Linked DNA regions of Nomascus leucogenys: region 2 is linked to region 1. The links are chromatin contacts, called in public Hi-C maps. All regions are on one chromosome and are shown on one strand. The core of a region is the stretch at or near the end of the contact, and the rest is flanking DNA. Distances in the headings are between cores, read along the strand shown.

What was found. Hi-C and Micro-C count contacts between places; a contact is called where the count stands out from the background.
Region 2: a Hi-C map of a lymphoblastoid cell line shows a contact between it and region 1, with 2.3 times the contacts expected there. The contact joins the enhancer-like site here to the promoter of FBXL8 in region 1. A contact is called at or near these places in 2 of 4 Hi-C or Micro-C datasets (both in a lymphoblastoid cell line).

The regions. Positions count from the first base shown.
Region 1 is chr2:53,065,500-53,069,055 of Asia_NLE_v1, forward strand. It overlaps FBXL8 (F-box/LRR-repeat protein 8), which reads right to left and starts at 2,208. Exons shown (of 5, transcript XR_004026297.1): 1 at 2,089-2,208; 2 at 211-413. The region is part of intron 1 of TRADD (tumor necrosis factor receptor type 1-associated DEATH domain protein); the gene reads left to right.
Region 2 is chr2:53,216,749-53,220,175 of Asia_NLE_v1, forward strand. No RefSeq gene overlaps it. Among named protein-coding and RNA genes, the nearest start is that of CBFB, 17 kb to the left of the region's middle. Within about 2 kb of position 1,818, the one cell type or tissue checked has an H3K27ac peak away from gene starts, as active enhancers do. A contact at or near this core is called in a lymphoblastoid cell line, where this site is marked.

The DNA.
Region 1 (3,556 bases), core at 958-3,457:
ATGTTGGCCAGGCTGGTCTCAAACTCCTGACCTCAGGTGATCCACCCGCCTCGGCCTACCAAAGTGCTGGGATTACAGGCATGAGCCACCGCGCCCGGCCAGCAATTATTTTTTAATATGGGAGAGTCAACCTGAATATCTATCTAGCCCACGACTCCACGGAGAAGGTGAGTGGGCGGTGGGGAGGGGAGTGTGGAGGACCAGGCTCACCTGATTTTTGTGTCGTGCCACACGGCGCTGCAGGTAGCAGCGGCGGCCCAGGCCCTGCAGACCCTGGCGGCGGCAGCACGGTCTCTCAGGGGCAGGTGGCGGAAGATGAGTGCCAGCACCTCCTCTGGCAGTCCCTCTCCAGGCTCGGCCATGGCCCAGATCCGGCAGGGGTGGGAGGATCCGCCACTCCCAATAGCTCCGGCCTGGAAAGAGAGGGACGTCTCTGAGCTCAGGAAGGCGCAAAGTGTTGCAGGAAGACCGAGCTTAGGTGTACAAATGCTTGTGGCCTGAGGAACTGAGGGCCTCTCAGACAGCGTGGGGCACCAGATAACCCCGAAACTTGTTCACAAAGCAGATTTCACCGCCTCACCTACTAAATCAGGCTCTCTGGAAAGGGTAAGGCCCAGGAATCTGCATTTCAACAAGCCTCCGTGACTCCACAGGTTCCACGTTGAGAACTCCCCTCCCACTTTTTTTTTTTTTTTTTTTGAGACAGGGTCTCGCTCTTTACCCAGGCTGGAGTGCAGTGGCGCAATCACAACTCACTGCACCCTCAGTATCCCGGGCTCAAGCAATCCTCCCACCTCAGCCTCCCGAGTAGCTCGGACTACAGGGGCACGCCACCACGCCTGGCTAATTTTTGTAATTTTATTGCAGAGACGAGGTCTCGCTTTGTTGCCCAGACTGACCTCGAACTCCTAGGCTCAAGCGATCGGCCCGCCTGGGCCTCCCAAAGTGCTGGGATTACGGGCATGAGCCACTGCGCCCGGCCTGAGAAACCCCATCTTAATCCCGCCGGTTAGTAGAAAGTGACTACAGGGTTAATAAGGCGGGAGCGTTAATGTAGGCTTTTCTTTGTCAGGGACCATGAGCCAATCAGGAAGTGCGGTGTGGGCGGGGCAAAGCTGGATCCGCCCCTGGAGGGGAGGCTCCTTCCCCGCCTCCACCTCGCGGGGGAGATGTCCCGGGTGCTCCCTAAGACAGTCCCACTGGATGAAAAAAAAACTTGGGTCTCTGGGACCTGATGGTTCTGGCGCCTGAGGGGCTCAAGATTCAAGTTCCGACCCCTGAGCAGCCCTGGCTCCCACTGGGCAATTTGGGTTCGGCTGAAACTCCGCAGACCCACCCTGGAGCGCAGCCTTTAGAGGGGGATGGGTTATTGGAAAGTGTGCGTCCTCTCTGAAGTTGCCAATCTTGTTTGTTTGTTTGTTTTTGTTTTGTTTTGAGACGGAATCTAGCTGTGTCGCCCAGGCTGGAGTGCATTGGCGAGATCTCGGCTCACTGCAACCTCCGCCTCGCGGGTTCAAGCGATTCTCCTGCCTCAGCCTCCCGAGTAGCTGGTACTACAGGCGCGCGCCACCTCGCCCGGCTAATTTTTGTATTTTTAGTAGAGACGGGGTTTCACCATATTGGCCAGGCTGCTCTTGAACTCCTGACCTCAGGTGATCCACCTGCCTCGGCCTCCCAAAGTGCTGGGATTACAGGCGTGAGCCACCGTGCCCGGCCGCCAATCTTGTTTTAAGGTTCTTGAAGTTTGCGTACACAAGGCTTCACACTACTCGCCAGTTAATGTTCCCATATCTTCCGAGCTAACAGTTTCTCCCGGAATTTGTGCCACGTGTTTCCTGGGGCTTCAGATATGTTCGGCCAGGCTTGTACCTGGGACCCATGGGCACCCTGTTTTGAGTGCCCACTGGTAGCAGCGATCTTGAAGCCGGATCCCCAGGGGTACTAGAAAATTCTGGTCTCCAGGGGGCGCCCCCTTGATCTACCGAAGTCTGGCAGCTCTAGCTCTTAGGAGCCCTCCGCCTCGTAAGAATCGCAAACCCCCAAAGTCCCGGTCTTCCTGCCGTCTAACCTTGGGCGCTGGTGTCTTACCTGCTCAACGGACCAGATGGGCTTTGCCCGGGGCAGAGGACTGGCAGCAGAGGACAGCGGGCGGGAAGCAGCCACGGGGAGCCCACGGGGCGGGACGCGCGGGCGGACGGGGCGGCTCAGGCTAGGGCACCGCCCCAGCGCCTCCGCGCACACCCGGAAGCGGCGCGAGTAGAGCGGAGCCTGGAGGGCGTGGGAACCCAGGCCCCGCCGAGGCGGCCAGGTTAGTGCAGCAGGTGGGTGGGTGGGCTCCCCGGTGCGGGCGGGAGAGGAGGTGGATCTTGGCTCCGAAACGTGGGCGCGGCGCAGATGTCACCGGCGGCTGCTCCAGCCAGCTGGTGGCGGCGGCCTATTGAGCTGTTCCCGTGGGAGGCGGGGGGCGGTACGGAATTTGGCCCCCCGCAGGCTCCTCGTCCCTGCCAGCACTTTCGAGGGGCAGTAGGGCCCTGCAGGAGAGAGGGCGGGGGAGGAGGGGCTGGTTCTGAATACTTCCTTGAGCGGAGACCCCTCTGCCCACCCCAACCGATCGCACGTGCGAAACTCCAGCTTGAGGGTGGGCTAGTGGGAGCCTGGGAAGCTCCCCTCAAGCGCTCGGGAGCTGCGTAGCTGAGTAGGGGGTGTGCCCGGCGGGTCGCAAGGAGTCACAGGCTTTCAGTTCTGGGCCACGCCCATAGACTGTCTCTGTCCACCCAGCCAGAGGTGGGGCTGCCCCCGGGACTGTTAGCTGTTCAGGGGGCACCGTGCGTGGCTCGTCCCTGGAAACAGGCGCAGACGTTGTTAGGTTGGTACCCAAGCGCCCCACAGTCTCCGGCCACCAAACTTTCTCAGGACCCAGCCTGGAAGCCTCAGCCCCGCCCAAAAAGGGACGACTCCGGGTGGGTGGGGCGCGGGGCTTCCCAAGGAGGGGCTTCTGTGAAAGAACACGTAAGAATAGCTGACAATCGGCGGATGCGAAACTAGGGCCCTGGCCTCTTTACCCTGTTAACTCGACCTCCAGCCTGGCTCACCTTCCCCATCTGTCTGGTACTAGTGAGGGTGAGAAAGCATCCCCAGTCTCCAGGTTCCCAGTACTCCCCACCTCCCCCTCCCCGACCACCACGGACCTGATGGGCAGACACTGGTCCCGTTCGGTCCCCACTTCCACCCCTTGGGGTGGGACCACAACCAAGTCAAGCACTCCCAAGTCAAGGGGCTAGGAAGACATGAAAGAGGGAACGTTTCCAGGGGAAGTTCCCACTCTCTCCTACTCCCCAGGCCACTTTCGAAGGACTCCCCCCTTATCTCATCTCAGTGGCTGGCTCCCTATCATGGACCCACTTGTCACCTGCAGTTTCCTGTTTTTTTCTTGTTTTGCTTTTAAAGAAAACAAATTTATTTTGCTCTTTTAATACAAAGAAAATATGTCTGCTTCACATAAAGCAGAAAATATTGCTAAATACAAAGAAAATAAAAATCACCCACAATCCTTCCC
Region 2 (3,427 bases), core at 568-3,067, 150 kb after region 1:
TGCCAGGCTCAAGCCATCCTTCCAGCTCAGCTTCCCAAGTAGCTGGGGCTGCAGGGGCATGCCACCATGCCTGGCTAATTTTTGTATTTTTCGTAGAGATGGGGTTTTGCCATGTTGTTCAGGCTGGTCTTGAACTCCTGGGCTTAAGCCATCTGCCTGCCACAGCCTTCCAAAGTGCGGGGATTACAGGTGTGAGCCACCGTGCCCAGCCAATCCCCTGACTTTCTTGGCTGATTGTTCCATCATCTCTTACACCTGTCTCTGTCCTTTTCCTCATTCTTTAATGCAGCTGCAGCTCATTCCACTGGACTCAAGGTGGTGTCATTGTCGCTATGTTCCTTCATTGTTCAGTCTGCATTCTCCAGTTTGTGACAGGGGCTCTCTCCCTCTCCACACAGTTAATGACCTTGGTGGAAAGAAGCAGTTCTGGTTCTTTTAGAGACATGGTCCACACTTTCCCAAAGAAAGTCTGGCTCAACAAGACCTGAGTAAATGGGCCGGGCGCAGTGGCTCACGCCTGTAATCCCAGCACTTTGGGAGGCTGAGGTGGGCGGATCACGAGGTCAACAGATCAAGACCATCTTGGCTAACGGTGAAACCCCGTCTCTACTAAAAATACAAAAAATTAGCCGGGCGTGGTGGCGGGCGCCCGTAGTCCCAGCCACTCGGGAGGCTGAGGCAGGAGAATGGCGTGAACTCGGGAGGCGGAGCTTGCAGTGAGCAGAGATCGCGCCACTGCACTCCAGCATGGGCGACTGAGCGGCACTCGGTCTCAAAAAAAAAAAAAAAAAAAAAAGACCTAAGTAAAGTTCCAGAGCACGTAGCAGGCTCCCAGCCCTCCAGACCTGAGGGAGCAGAGGGAGAACACACAGAAAAGGCCACTGCATCCAGGACTGGTCCAGCCTCAGCCCTTCTACCCCAGTCCCTTGTGGCACTCATGGGGAAAGAGCAGGATCTCTTTGGTCGACCTCACTTGTGGGCTTTCCTACTGAACCCTCTCCCACTTCTTGTTCTAGAAACTTCTGCCTCCTGCAGAGGATGTACTGGGCTCAGGCCCACTTTGTCCCTTACTCCTGGGCCCCAGTGTGACCAGCTTCAGCTGGAAGGGGGTTCTTTGGGGGAAGGGGAAGCCTTGACAGGTGGCATCTGTCCCCTACAACTCCCTCTTCCAGCCCCCCCCCCATTTTTTCACCCGATGCCTCCCTCCCTGCTCGGGGCTTTCTTTAGCTTGGGGTCCTAGCCAAGCTCCTGGAGCCTCTGCCCATGCAGCCTGCAGGCTCCTGGAAGGCAGGACCCATCCCTCTTGGGTCTCCCAAAGCCTATAGGTGGGTAAGTCAGGTTGTGCAGGGGAGGGACCCAGGGGAGGAGGTTCATGCATTCACTGTCAGTAATGAGTGCTTGTGTCCCTGTGCTGCCCACCCCCTATCCTGCCTACGTGCCTGTCGTGGGGCACGATCCAGCACTGGCCGTGGCTTTCCAAAGCCTGGCGCTGCTGTAGCCACCAGTGGGGAACTGCTCCACCTCGGCTAGCCCAGAACCGGGCCTTGGAGGTCCGGAAGAAGCAAGGAGGGCCATGAGAAGGCAAGAGGGCTTGGGCCGAGCCGCCCCCGCCTGGAGACTGCTGGCGGGCGCCAAGGCGCAGGCTGTCGGGGGCGCGGGAGCCCTCGCAGTGGGGCGCAGCCCACTAGCCCCCACCACCCAGCGGCGGCGAGATTCAACTCCCGGCGCCTGCACGTCCGCCCCGGCTCTGAGCTGGCGCCAGGCGGCTGGATCCGTGACTGCAGTTGGCGGGAGGCCGGACGGCGCGTCCCCCGGGGCTCCCAGGCAGCCAGAGCTGTCGGCCAGGCCAGGAGGGCTGTGGCAGTCGGGCGGGCGGCGGGAGGCTGGGGGCCCGCGGCAGAGGCAGCGCTGCGTGGGCTGTGGTCAGCAGGGGCTCCGCAGAGGGGCCGCGTCTCCTGTGCTAATTGGCCCTTTCCCAGCCGCCTGGGCCGATAATTGCTGCTTCGCGGGTGGAAGGTGGGGGCGTGGCGGGGGAGAAGCTGGGGCGCTGCTTCCGGAGCCTGGAGCCAGGCTCAGGACCAGGTGGGCGGCCCGGCTCGGCCCGGCCGGCAGGGGGCGCGTGTGTGCGCTGTGCCTGCGTGAGCTTAGCGCCCGCACTCTTTCGTACCCGCGATGGCGCCGGCGGGTGGATGAAACCCGGCGGTGGGGAGGGCGGCTGGGGGCAAGACTCAGAAGTGTCCTTGGGCTTTCACCAAGATCCAGTCTGTTCTGCGCACCGATCCACGCAGGATGGGGCCTGGCAGCAGCTTCAGGAGAGACTCCAGGTGGCCGTGGGAGGACCTGAGTGGGGACAGGAAGACAAGGTGGGACGATGGGGCAGTAGTAGGTAGCCCTCCCGTCTCCGTCATCCAGCAATGCAACCCGGGGAGGAGCTGACGAGAAGAGGGACACCTTCCTGGGTGTATGGGGAGGGTGTGGAGCTGGGGCTGTGGGAGGCAGGGGCCAACCCAGCATTCAGACTGCCCACTGGGGTTCTCCCAGGCTTGGATTCCTATGGAGGGTCCTAGGGTTTCCTCAGAGCTCTTTATGATTGTCACATCTGCTACAGCCAGCCTGGACCCGACTAAGCCCTGGCTCCTGCTCACCTGCACTTCCTCCAGTTGGGGGAGGAGGGCCCTGGGCAGGTGGCCGTTAGAGGCAGCTGCTCTCCCCACAGACCCGTGTGAGAGAGCATGAGGAGGGGCGTTCAAGAAAAATCATTCATGATCCTTGTTAAAGCTCAGTAAAGCAGACTTTATTCAGGAGCATCGAAATAGGCATAGGGGCCGAGCCGTTAGCTTGTGCCTGTAATTCCAGCACTTCTGGAGGCCAAGGCGGTAGAGAGGGTCTCACTCTGTCACCCAGGCTGGAGTGCAGTGGTGTGATGATCATAGCTCACTGAAGCCTCGGCCTTCTGGGCTCAGGCGATTCTCCCACCTCAGCCTCTTGAGTAGCTGGGACTACAGGCATGTGCCACCATACCTGGCTATTTTTTTTTTTTTTTTTTTTTTGAGATGGAGTCTCACTCTGTCGCCCAGGCTGGAGTGCAGTGGTGCAATCTTGGCTCACTGCAAGCTCCGCCTCCCGGGTTCACACCATTCTCCTGCCTCAGCCTCTCCGAGTAGCTGGGACTACAGGCGCCCGCCACCACGCCCGGCTAATTTTTTGTATTTTTTAGTAGAGACGGGGTTTCACCGTGGTCTCGATCTCCTGACCTCGTGATCTGCCCGCCTCAGCCCTCCAAAGTGCTGGGATTACAAGCGTGAGCCACCGCGCCCGGCCTAATTTTTTTAATTAATATTTTTTTGTAGGGATGGAGTATTGCAGTGTTGCCCAGGTTGGTCTCAAACTCCTGGGCTCAAGCAGTCTTCTTGCCTCAGCCTCCCAA